Linked DNA regions of Mus musculus: regions 2 and 3 are each linked to region 1. A link is a contact called in public Hi-C data. All regions are on one chromosome and are shown on one strand. Each heading gives the region's core, a stretch centred on a gene start, on an enhancer-like site or on the middle of the called end of the contact. The rest is flanking DNA. Distances are from core to core; before and after follow the strand shown. Region 1 has its middle 51 kb from the start of Mir3072. Region 2 overlaps Gm34081 (a long non-coding RNA gene). Region 3 overlaps Gm40576 (a long non-coding RNA gene).

Region 1 (3,142 bases), core at 416-2,915:
GTGACCTTGTTGGAGTAGGTGTGGCTTTGTTGGAGGAAGTGTGTCACTGGGGGTGAGCTTTGAGACCCTCCTCCTAGCTGCCTTGAAGACAGTCTTCACCTGTTTGCCTTCATAATAAGATGTAGAATTTTCATCTCCTCCAGTGTGATGTCTGCCTGGATGCTTCCGTGCCTCCTGCCATGATGAAAATGGACTAAATCTCTGAACTTATAAGCCTGCTCCAGTTAAATGCTGTCCTTTATAAGAACTGCCTTGGTTTAGGTGTCTCTTCACTGCAGTAAAACCTTGAGACATTACATATGATCCCAAACTGTACAATCACTAGAAGAAAACAAGAGGGAGCAGTTTCCATGACATTGAGATATTTAGCCTTATATAACTTAGAGCACTTTTTTTAGGTAAGGTCTCACTATGCAGCCTTGACTAGCTTGTAACTCACTATTAGGACCAGGCTAGTTTGAAGACATAGAGATCCACCCTTCTTTACCTCCCAAGTGCGAGAATTAAAGGAGTATGCCACCACAGCCAGCAGCTTTGAGAATGAAATATATATATATTTATGTATATAAATATATATATATATAATATATATTTATTTTTAAGCCACATATCATAAGGTTAATATCTAAAGTACATAAGGAACTGAAATAATTCAACCAGGAGAAAACAAAATGCTAATTGTAGAATGAGCGAAGACATTTTTTCTTTAAATTTTTTTCTTTAATAATTTCATATATACATACCAAATGTTAGGTCATACTCACCCCTACCCCACTTCCTGCTTTCCTTCTTCAACTTTCTCAGGACTCCCTCCACATTCCCCTCCCATCTTCATGTCTTCTACACTTTTTAAAATAAGCCACTGAGTCAGTAACAATGCTTGTATGTCCATGGGTACAGGGTATCACCCACTGGTGCATGGGCCACCTATGATGAAACTTGACTGTCCTTCCTACAATGGCCATCAAATAACAATAGCTCCTCCATGTCTATCCATGTAAATGAATAAGTATGATATACCTGTACACAGTGGGCTATCATTCAAACTTTGAAAAGAATGGAATTCAGCCACTTATGACAGGCAGGGTAAGTCTGCAGGAAGCCAGAAACCACAAGATCACATTACAAGTGGCAACCAAGAATATTAACTTTGGATCTGGGAGGATGATGATTCAGTGTGTAAACTATGCAAGCACACTGCTGGGACCCCTCACCATGTGCTTGGGGAAGATTCTTCATTTCTAAATGGGCGCTACTTCCATCTAAGTGAAGCCAATAGAGACCATTCTCCACTCCACCCCTTTGATGGTCTATCAGAGTTCTCTTCACACCATGGGTCCAGGGATGCCCAAGTAGAGCAAGATAAATCTCTTGCCTTGCCACACCCTGCCAGATCCAGTGTGTCCTCACTTCTGCTTCTGCTCACTGAGCACATTTGGATCATGGCTCTCACTGTAGAGCCAGAAGCCCATTGGCCACCAGAAGCCGGGTGTTTGGCAGGCCCAAGTCAGCTCTGGGCAGTAAACACTTCCTACTGGCAGGAGGGGAAAGAAGCTCTGGTCTCAAGGGTCCTTGGTCTCTGCTTCTCTTTGCTGCTCCAAGTAGCCATTGAGGAATCTGGCCACCAAGAATGGGAACTCCCAAGCTGGCAGGACACACCGTCCAGGGGACCCTGGACTCTCCAGTAAGGTACACAGGTCTTGCTTCACTGTTGGGTAATGCTCCGTGGTTATGACCAGGATTTTGCAAGAAGCGATGTTTATGAGATATTTTACCACTGGCAATTTGCTTGTGGTTTTTGGTTGGTGCCAAACCAGTCTCCAAAGACTGGAGTTCTGGAAACACATGGGGGGGGGGGGGTGGCATATGAAACTGAGCCTGCTGCCCTCAGAGCTCAGACTTGAAGCAGAACTCGGTTCATACTGCCTCCTAGGGCATTACTTGGGCATCAAAGATATGTGCAGCAGGGCTCTGGTGCCCTCCATCATAAGTAGGTGCTCTCCACTCTGACCTCCAGCCCAGGTTCAGGCTGTTTGGCTACTGTCACACCTCCCACTTAATATCCTAGCCCCAGGGACCTGAGCTGAGGACCCAGGTCCTAGCTCTCCTCTAGGTCCCCCCATTGCCATTATCTCTAGGCTGTACTTAAGAATTCTTCCAGATACTGCCAGTCTTCCCTGAGTTCTTTCCCTAATATCCCAAGTCTCCACTGGCTTGATCCCTCTTCTTGAAAGGATATCCATTGCCATTGAGACCCTAAGCTATGCTTCATCCTCAGGACCACACCCCTCTGCCTCTACATGAACTATGGCAAAAGTTCCTGCCTGGAATGTTTGTGTCCCCTTTGTGCATCCTCTTCCTTTACCCTCAGAGTCATACCCCAATAGTGTCCAGAGTAGATGCCTTGACAGGAAGCCCAGAACATGTTGCAAGCCTCCATGGATCCTACCCTTTCTCAGCCCTTTCTCTCATGAATATACCTCCCCTGACTCCAACACCCTAGCCAGTCCCTCAAGCCTCTAGGGATATCCTCCAGAGCCTTCTGTCCTGCAAGTTTGCCATTCCAGCCTGCCCAGGCTTGGCTATGGTCACTGGAGTGGGTTGCACAGTTCTAGGTCCCAACAAATGCCATGAGTCCCCTTGGCCAGAAAGTGATTGTTTCCATGGTGATCACTGTGCTGCTTTGAGTTTGAAATGCCCACCATAGGCTCAGGCATTCAAACACTTGCTGCCCAGTTGGTGGTGCTGTATGGGGAGCTTTAAGTGGTACAGTCTTGCTGGAGGTGCATCACCAGGGCTGGGTTTTTCAGAGGTCTTAGCTTTATACTACCACCCACTCATTCTGTCCCATGCCTGTTTGAAATGCAATCTTTCAGCTTCCTGATCTGTCTGTCTTCTGTGTCTACCAACATGGGCTCCAACTCTCTGAAACTTTAAGCCAAAATAGAGTCTTCAGTAAGACACCTTTGGTTCTGGTGTTTTATTACAGCAGCAGAAAAGTAATTCATACAACCATCCAGCGTCACTGGCCTTCCAGAACTACATGTATCCCAAAGTATATGCTACAAGGACTGATAAGTCCAGGGTCTCTGCCTCCAGGTTTGTGTCCTGCAGCTGCTTGGTATGGGACTGTCTGTGCGGA
Region 2 (3,272 bases), core at 262-2,761, 270 kb after region 1:
TGTGTCTGCAAAAATATGAAAATTAACATCCATTCCACACATCCCCTGTGAACACAGAAAAAGACAGACTAGATTTTTTTAAAGCCTTCCCTACTAGCTAATTGAAAAAGAACTTTAATGACCGAAGTCCCTGGCAGGGGTCGTGGCAGGGGGCCCACTCAGGCCTGGGTGCCCCCAAAATACACCCAAAGTTTTCAAATGGTTACCCTGAATTCTGTAGACTTTCAAAAGAAGGAAAAACAAAAAAAGCTAGAAGGCCATTCACACAAGCTCATCTGCTAGTTCAAGGAACACAGGAGCGCCACGTACAAAGCATACAGGGCAGGGAGGCTGGCAGCACTAGAGATGCCAGGGACAAAATGACAAGCACCAGGGGGGAAGTGACTCTCTTCACATGCTCAGAGCCAGCAGGAAAGCTAACTGTGCCCTTACTGTGCCTGGGCTTCCCTCTAGGTACCTCTGCCTAGATCTCAAATAGACAGCTCTCAAGCCCAGCCTCTGGGGGTGGATGAGTGCCCCCCTCCCCACTTCTCTGCAAGGCCAAGTCAACAAGTGGGAAATTGTCATTTAGCTGACAGGGAGAGCTGGGTTGGGGGCTGGGATGCCCATGAAAAACTGGCGCTCTTGCCTGGGTGGGAACATCAGGAATGTGGGCCACGTCCTTTCCCGACAGCCTGGCCTTCTGTACGTTTCCCAGAAACTCGTTCTGTTTACATGGAGGGGCCTCTCCAGAGCAGGGGGCCACTCAGATCCTGTTTGCAGCCCTAACTCATTTTCTGTCTGGCTCCAGGAACAGGCATCCTGGAGTGTTGAACGTATGGCCACGTGGTCAGCCAAGAGATCCAAGCAAAACCCTCTGCCTTCCCGACTAGAGATGTCCCTGAAAGACTGCTCTAGGGTTCCCACAGGGCCTCACATACACCCCACCCAGCAGGCACAGACCCAGGCCCACTTATGGCTGTTTCCACAGCTGGAGCCTGGGCTGTCCTTCAGAGAACCTTGAGTAGATCTGCATGGAGGAGCCCCGCTGGGAAAGTCAGGAAGGGACAAGGGGCATTATACAACTCTTCTCTCCCACCTCATGAAATGAGGTGACAGAAGGGTGTGGTGTGTGGGAAGAGGAAGGAAGAAGATGATGGGGGAGGCAGGGAGACCAAGGTGACAGAGGACTGGCTGCTAAGACCAGATTGTCCTTTCACACTGTTCCTTGGCAGGAAAAGAAGGCTCTCACAGACATCTCAGGGATTGTAGTATAGCTAATGGGTGAATGTAGGATACCTTGGTCTCCTTGGGGCTTCTGCCTAAGACTAGCAGTGTCCAACCCAACCAAGTCCATGAGCTTTGTGCAGTAGGGGATAGCTGTGAGCGTGGCCTAACACAGAACTGTGAGCTTGCTTAAAACTACATTTCCTTTTACATTTCCTTTTAATTTGATTGCACAGTTGAGTGTGTACTTTGGCAATGACAGAGCCGTGTCGTAACGTCTGTCCTCTCACCCCTGGGAAAGAGTCCTGGGATCCCGTGTGGGCAGGAAGAGCAGCAAGGGCCAGAGGAGCTAGGGATAGCTGAGGCAGAGGAGCCTCGCTGTCCTGGGAATGTCAGTATTGCTAGAGCGTTCTTGTGACAGCGGTGTCCCTTTCAGGAGGTGATAGCTAGGCAAATTCCCTACTGCCCTTCCTTGATGCCTCTTTCTTGGGACTCCCTGTGGTCTAGTTGGTGACAAAGATGACAGAGGCTCTTGAAATGAGGAAACAGGCTGTTGAGTGGTTAGAATCCATTGGTTTCTAAGCACTTCTTGAGCTTTAACTTTGGACCTTTGCCAAGAGAGAAGGCAGGGTGTCACACTGTGAGGTTCAACCTATTCCAGATTGCTTCCAGCCCCCATTTCCTTCTAAAGTTAGTAGCCTCCCTTGGAGAATCCCAGGGGAAAGGCCTAGCTGGCCATATGGTGGATCACCCAGAGCTGGAGGCTGGTATCAAGTCTTGGAACTCACTAAGCTCAACAGATGTATCTGCAAGGGCAACCTGTAAGGTGATTCTTGCCTCCTTGGGACCCTCAAAAAGCCAGGTTGTGGTCTCAATACGATACGGCAACCAACGCTATAGTGGTTTCTCCTGGGCTAGAGCTGGGTCAGTAGAGGTTCAACTGTGAGGCTTAGGATGACATGGGACTTGAAAGCAACTGTGAATCCAGTGTGTGTGTGTGTGTGTGTGTGTGTGTGTACATACAAGCCTACATGTATGTGCAGAGAGATAAAGATAGTTTGCGGTTTTCAGGATGGTATGTAGCCTAGCGTAGTACCTCTAAGCAGTACTAAGAACCCAAGTACCTGCCCCCCCTCTCTGTTTGCACAGCCAAGACCTCAGGTCTGCCTAAACAGGAAAGGAAGCTGAGGCTTCCTTGTTCTGACTGCCCCATCCCCCCACCAAAGGCTGACCCATCCCCCACCACTGGCCGCCAGCAGGGATTTCCTGGGCTTAGGATCAGCCCATTCACTAGGAACCAAGAACCTTGGGGGAGGGTTAACCGGTCATCAATTTGCCATTTCTCATGAAAGGGAGGTTTTTGTGGGGGGAGGGGTGTGGAGGCCTCTGGCCTCTGGAGGGGGGGGGGGGGCGAGGTGAAGACCCCTGGCGAGCAACAGTGAAGCTTTCTCTAAATAAAGATGACCACAAAGTGGTGGATGGTAGTAGATAACCTGTTGTCTGAGAACAAAGAGCGGTGTAATCACAAACCAGAACGAATTGTGGTGAATCACGGGCAACGGTCACAAAAAGCTGCACTGGGACAGATTAGGACTGGAAAGCTAAGGGGACATACTCTCCACTGTGGCTAGTTACAACACCACGGAATTAGGTTGCGGCAAACCGCCGACAACTGGCAGACCTCAGGTAATTGACAACCTCGAGCCGACCACGGGTAATTGGCAACCATAGGCAGCTGACAGGCTGCAGTAAATGGCATGTGAGTGACTGGCAAACCCCAACTTAGCAAAAGAAGTTACTTCACACCGACTCATGGTCCTGAGCGTTGGAGCCTTGAGCCCAGAACAGTACCATGGCTTACAAGCTACTGGGGGGTGGGGGTGGGGAATTACTAGTCTTGGGAGTGAAACTATAGTCATCAAACTTCCCTGTAACCCCAAAACCTACTACGTTAGTTTCCAGGCCGTAAAGATGACCACAGGAAGTCAACTCTAGGAGCTGTAGGAACTGAACCCTTAGTCAGGTGAGAGATATTTGCAAAACAAGTAGATTCAGGCTTTGGGTTT
Region 3 (3,423 bases), core at 455-2,954, 430 kb before region 1:
GAGCCAGTGAGCCAGGTGCCCATTTAGACAGGGAAGCCAAGCCACACGCCCCAGGGCCACTGGAGAGTTGGGAATTCAGAAAGGACATTGCTAGTCCCCCAATGGCCGGTCTCTGTTGGTGCTGCTCTGTGCTCTTTTGCCACCAGTGTGGGCTTTCTAAGACACGACCTTGTGCCATTGCCTATTTGGAGCCTTCTGTGACTCCACACAGTTTTTCAAAAGCCCACGCTGCTGGTGGTTGCAGACGCCTCCTGCCAGGCCAGCCAGCATCTCCCCTCCTTTCTTGCTAGATTCATCTCTCCTCGGGGTTGCAGCTGGCCAGGCCAGCCTTGCAACTGCACATGCTGTCTGTGGGATGCTGATATGCAATTGTGGACTCAGTAATTCTTTCCTTCCCCTGAATGTTGTGTTAGGTCCACACTGTTTTTGTGTAAGAACTACTTATCCGCAGGAGCCAACTGCCCAGGAAGCCTTTCCTAATTGTTCCTGCTCCTCAGGATTGCACCGCGTGGTGCATAGCCGGGCAGGATCACCTCTTACTTTGGGTGGAGCCTCCTTGAGGAAGACCGGATGCGTGCTAGATGCTTGTCTGGGACTCCAGTCTTCAACCCATACCATAGGATCATGCCGCCCTTAGCCCAACCTAGAACGAGAGGGATGCAGAGATCACTCCCGTACACTCTGAAAAGACATTTTCTCAAGCAGCTGGCAAGGCCCCCACTCACTCCGGAGGATTTTCCAATCTGCTCCGGAAAGGCCCAGTTCTTAGCGCATGGGATCATTTGGGGACATGGTCTTAGCCACAGGGAGGGGTGCTTTCCTTTGCTTGTCTTTCCCCTGATCATATAAAGTATGAGGTGAGAGGGGAGGGGTCCCCAAAGCCCTCCAGCCCTTGGAAAGCTTTGGATGTGGCCAGAGTTGCGCCCAGGGTAAGCAGCATCCTGTCTGGCCGCGGCTGCAATGAGTGATAGGTGGGAGGCCTGGGTCTCAGGGTGGCTGCCTGACTTTCCATCTCGTGTTCTTGGACTCGTGTGTCTGTGCGAGCTTGTTCTGGCTGCCCGAGCTGAGGAGTGGAGCCACAGGTGAGAGATGCCAGGGGCCGATGGGGCAGGGCGGGCTGTGGCCTCGGCCTCGTGAGGGGCATCTCTGGGGGTTTCCTGAAACAGAATGGAAACTGTTTGTATATGGGGTTTGTCCCTGGCTGGGCCTGGCAGCAGCTTGCATCTTCTGGGAGTTGTTTTGTTCATGGTAATTGGTGAGAAGTTTGCTTCTCAAATTCTGCCCAGAACCCCAAAGTGGAAGCGGGCAGAGGGCCAGTGTGAGTGGAGAATGCTCTTTTACAACACATTTTTATAGAAGCGTGTTTGGGATTGCTCTTTGGACCCAGCCAGTTTGGAATTTGATGCAATTCAACAGGACTGGGAAGGGCTCACCTTTGCCCTGGGGGCCTAGTAAGGTCCTGGAAGGAACAGGGACATCCCACTACCCTGGAGAGGGGTAGGTGGGGCTTCTTGGGACAGTAAACCTTCATGCTAATCACAGGAACACCTTACCTGGTTACAGCCAGATCCTCAGTTGTCCCCAGGTTGTCATTGGCCCAGCCAGTGCTGGAAGTAGAGAGAGGGGTTTACTTGGCTCCTTGGTCAGCCAGGCTGCAGCGGCTTCTGCCAAGCGCACAGCCAGGGTAACACGGAACATGCTTTCTGGGCTCTGCCCTCTGACCCTGAGCGGAGTTCTTTCTTTCTGTACCTAGTCAACCATGACGGAGCCAGACTGCTTGTTTTCCAGGGAACAATCTGGCAGCTGCAGAGAGGAGAGAGAGAGAGAGAGAGAGAGAGAGAGAGAGAGAGAGAGAGAGAGAGAGAGAGAGAGAGACGAGGTCCTTAGGGTGCTTCCGTGTATGTAGCAAAGTCCCTGGGAAAATGCTTTCATGAACCCGTGGCAAAGACAGGCTGCGCACACCACTTCTAGCCAGACGACAGCTTTGAGTCCTCTGAGTTTCTGAGCCTCAGTTTCTGTACTTGTTAAGCGGGGAGAAAACCAGACTACTCTCTAAAGCTATATCCTAGTTCAAATTTTTCTCCTGTCCCTCAGTTCCCTGACTCCCCCAACAAGGGGAGACTGTTAGACATCGGAGGGAACCTAATGTTAGATTCCGAGACAGATTAAAGAGACAGGAGAATGACCTCCATAGGCTGGACTGTTTATTTCTAACAGCAAGGGACAGACACAGAAGGAGAGGGGTGTCTGCTAAAGAGAAAGGGGATACTTGGGGTTTATGTGGGAGAACTGGGGAATGGGATGTTAAATGTGGCTTCTGGACCATGTGCAAGGCTGCAGTTTCTCTCTCCTGGAGTTGTCTGTCCAGACAAGGCTGTTTTATCTTTACAAACTGCGTTGCGCGAGCTATCAAGATGTGGGTCATAGTGGGCTTGGCGATGTCAGTGAGGGGAACAGGGCTAGAGTTTCAACACAGGGCTTAGTCAGGCTCTAGAAGAGCTGGTTCAAGGCTTGCTTACCCCAACAGAGACCAGGTAGAAAGCAGTTTCAGAAGAGATTTGGGGATTCTTCTTTTTTTTTTTTTTTCAGATCCTCATAGTTCAGACGGAACCCAACTTAAAAAACAGTTAGAGAGGACCAAACTTAGAAAGGAGGAAAAGTGGGGAAGAAGTTTAGCATCCACAGGCATGCATTCTCATCGTAAGTACACTGCACCACGAACAGGGCAGGAGTGATGGCCTCAGGCTACACTGCTTCTCCCTTGGTCCTCAGCCTGTGGGCAAGCTGGAATCTCCTGGCTGTCATGTGGTGTGGTACCCGGCAGCCTCTGCATGTTTACCCGCTGTGAGCACAGCCCTGGGAGGCAGAGCCTGTCTGTACTTTGGAGCTTCTTTCCCTGGTAGATCCTCCCAGAAGCCAATCAACGCTGGAGCGTGGAGCCGGGTACACACTCTGGTCTGTTCATACTCATCTCTGGCATGGAGGCTCTGAAGTTAGCGGTTAGTAATCTATTCCAGAGTCTAGCTGGAACATTTCACAGCCCTGGCTAGAGAGAGGTGGGCCAGGCACAGGTACCTTGGCATGTTGCCTCTGTGTGTGTCCATCTGTCCTTCCCATAGGGACCATCTTCATCAACATGATGCCAAATGCTCACAGGGCTGACTGCTAAGGCCAGTCTGCTAAGGACTGTGCTTCTCTCTTGACCTCACATCGCCTCGACGTCTCTGCTTGTGACAGACAGAAAGACAGACAGACAAGCTTATCTCACTTTAGAGAGATGGAGTTTGGAGCTGGTAGAGGTTACATCACATGCCGGAGATCATCCAGCTGGGGTTAGCAGAGCCTGGAGGCCACCTTATGTCACCTGACTCCAGACACACGTGTGTGCCCCTCCCCTATCCCAAGTTCCTAAGGCTAGGGGAA

The links. Hi-C and Micro-C count contacts between places; a contact is called where the count stands out from the background.
Region 2: a Hi-C map of liver shows a contact between it and region 1, with 4 times the contacts expected there. The contact joins two enhancer-like sites. A contact is called at or near these places in 1 of 15 datasets of contacts at CTCF or cohesin (the NIH/3T3 cell line) and 3 of 484 Hi-C or Micro-C datasets (all in liver).
Region 3: a contact with region 1 is called in a Hi-C map of liver, with 2.2 times the contacts expected there. The contact joins two enhancer-like sites. A contact is called at or near these places in 1 of 15 datasets of contacts at CTCF or cohesin (the NIH/3T3 cell line) and 1 of 484 Hi-C or Micro-C datasets (liver).

The regions. Positions count from the first base shown.
Region 1 is chr12:109,797,609-109,800,750 of GRCm38.p6, reverse strand. No RefSeq gene overlaps it. Among named protein-coding and RNA genes, the nearest start is that of Mir3072, 51 kb to the right of the region's middle. Within about 2 kb of position 1,665, at least 27 of the 459 cell types and tissues checked have an H3K27ac peak or open chromatin away from gene starts, as enhancers often do. A contact at or near this core is called in liver, where this site is marked.
Region 2 is chr12:109,530,035-109,533,306 of GRCm38.p6, reverse strand. All of the region lies in intron 2 of Gm34081 (a long non-coding RNA gene), which reads left to right. Among named protein-coding and RNA genes, the nearest start is that of Gm34081, 8.5 kb to the left of the region's middle. Within about 2 kb of position 1,511, at least 44 of the 459 cell types and tissues checked have an H3K27ac peak or open chromatin away from gene starts, as enhancers often do. A contact at or near this core is called in liver, where this site is marked.
Region 3 is chr12:110,230,407-110,233,829 of GRCm38.p6, reverse strand. Gm40576 (a long non-coding RNA gene) reads left to right here. Exons shown (of 3, transcript XR_001780704.2): 2 at 2,590-3,423. Among named protein-coding and RNA genes, the nearest start is that of Gm40576, 5.3 kb to the left of the region's middle. Within about 2 kb of position 1,704, at least 12 of the 459 cell types and tissues checked have an H3K27ac peak or open chromatin away from gene starts, as enhancers often do. A contact at or near this core is called in liver, where this site is marked.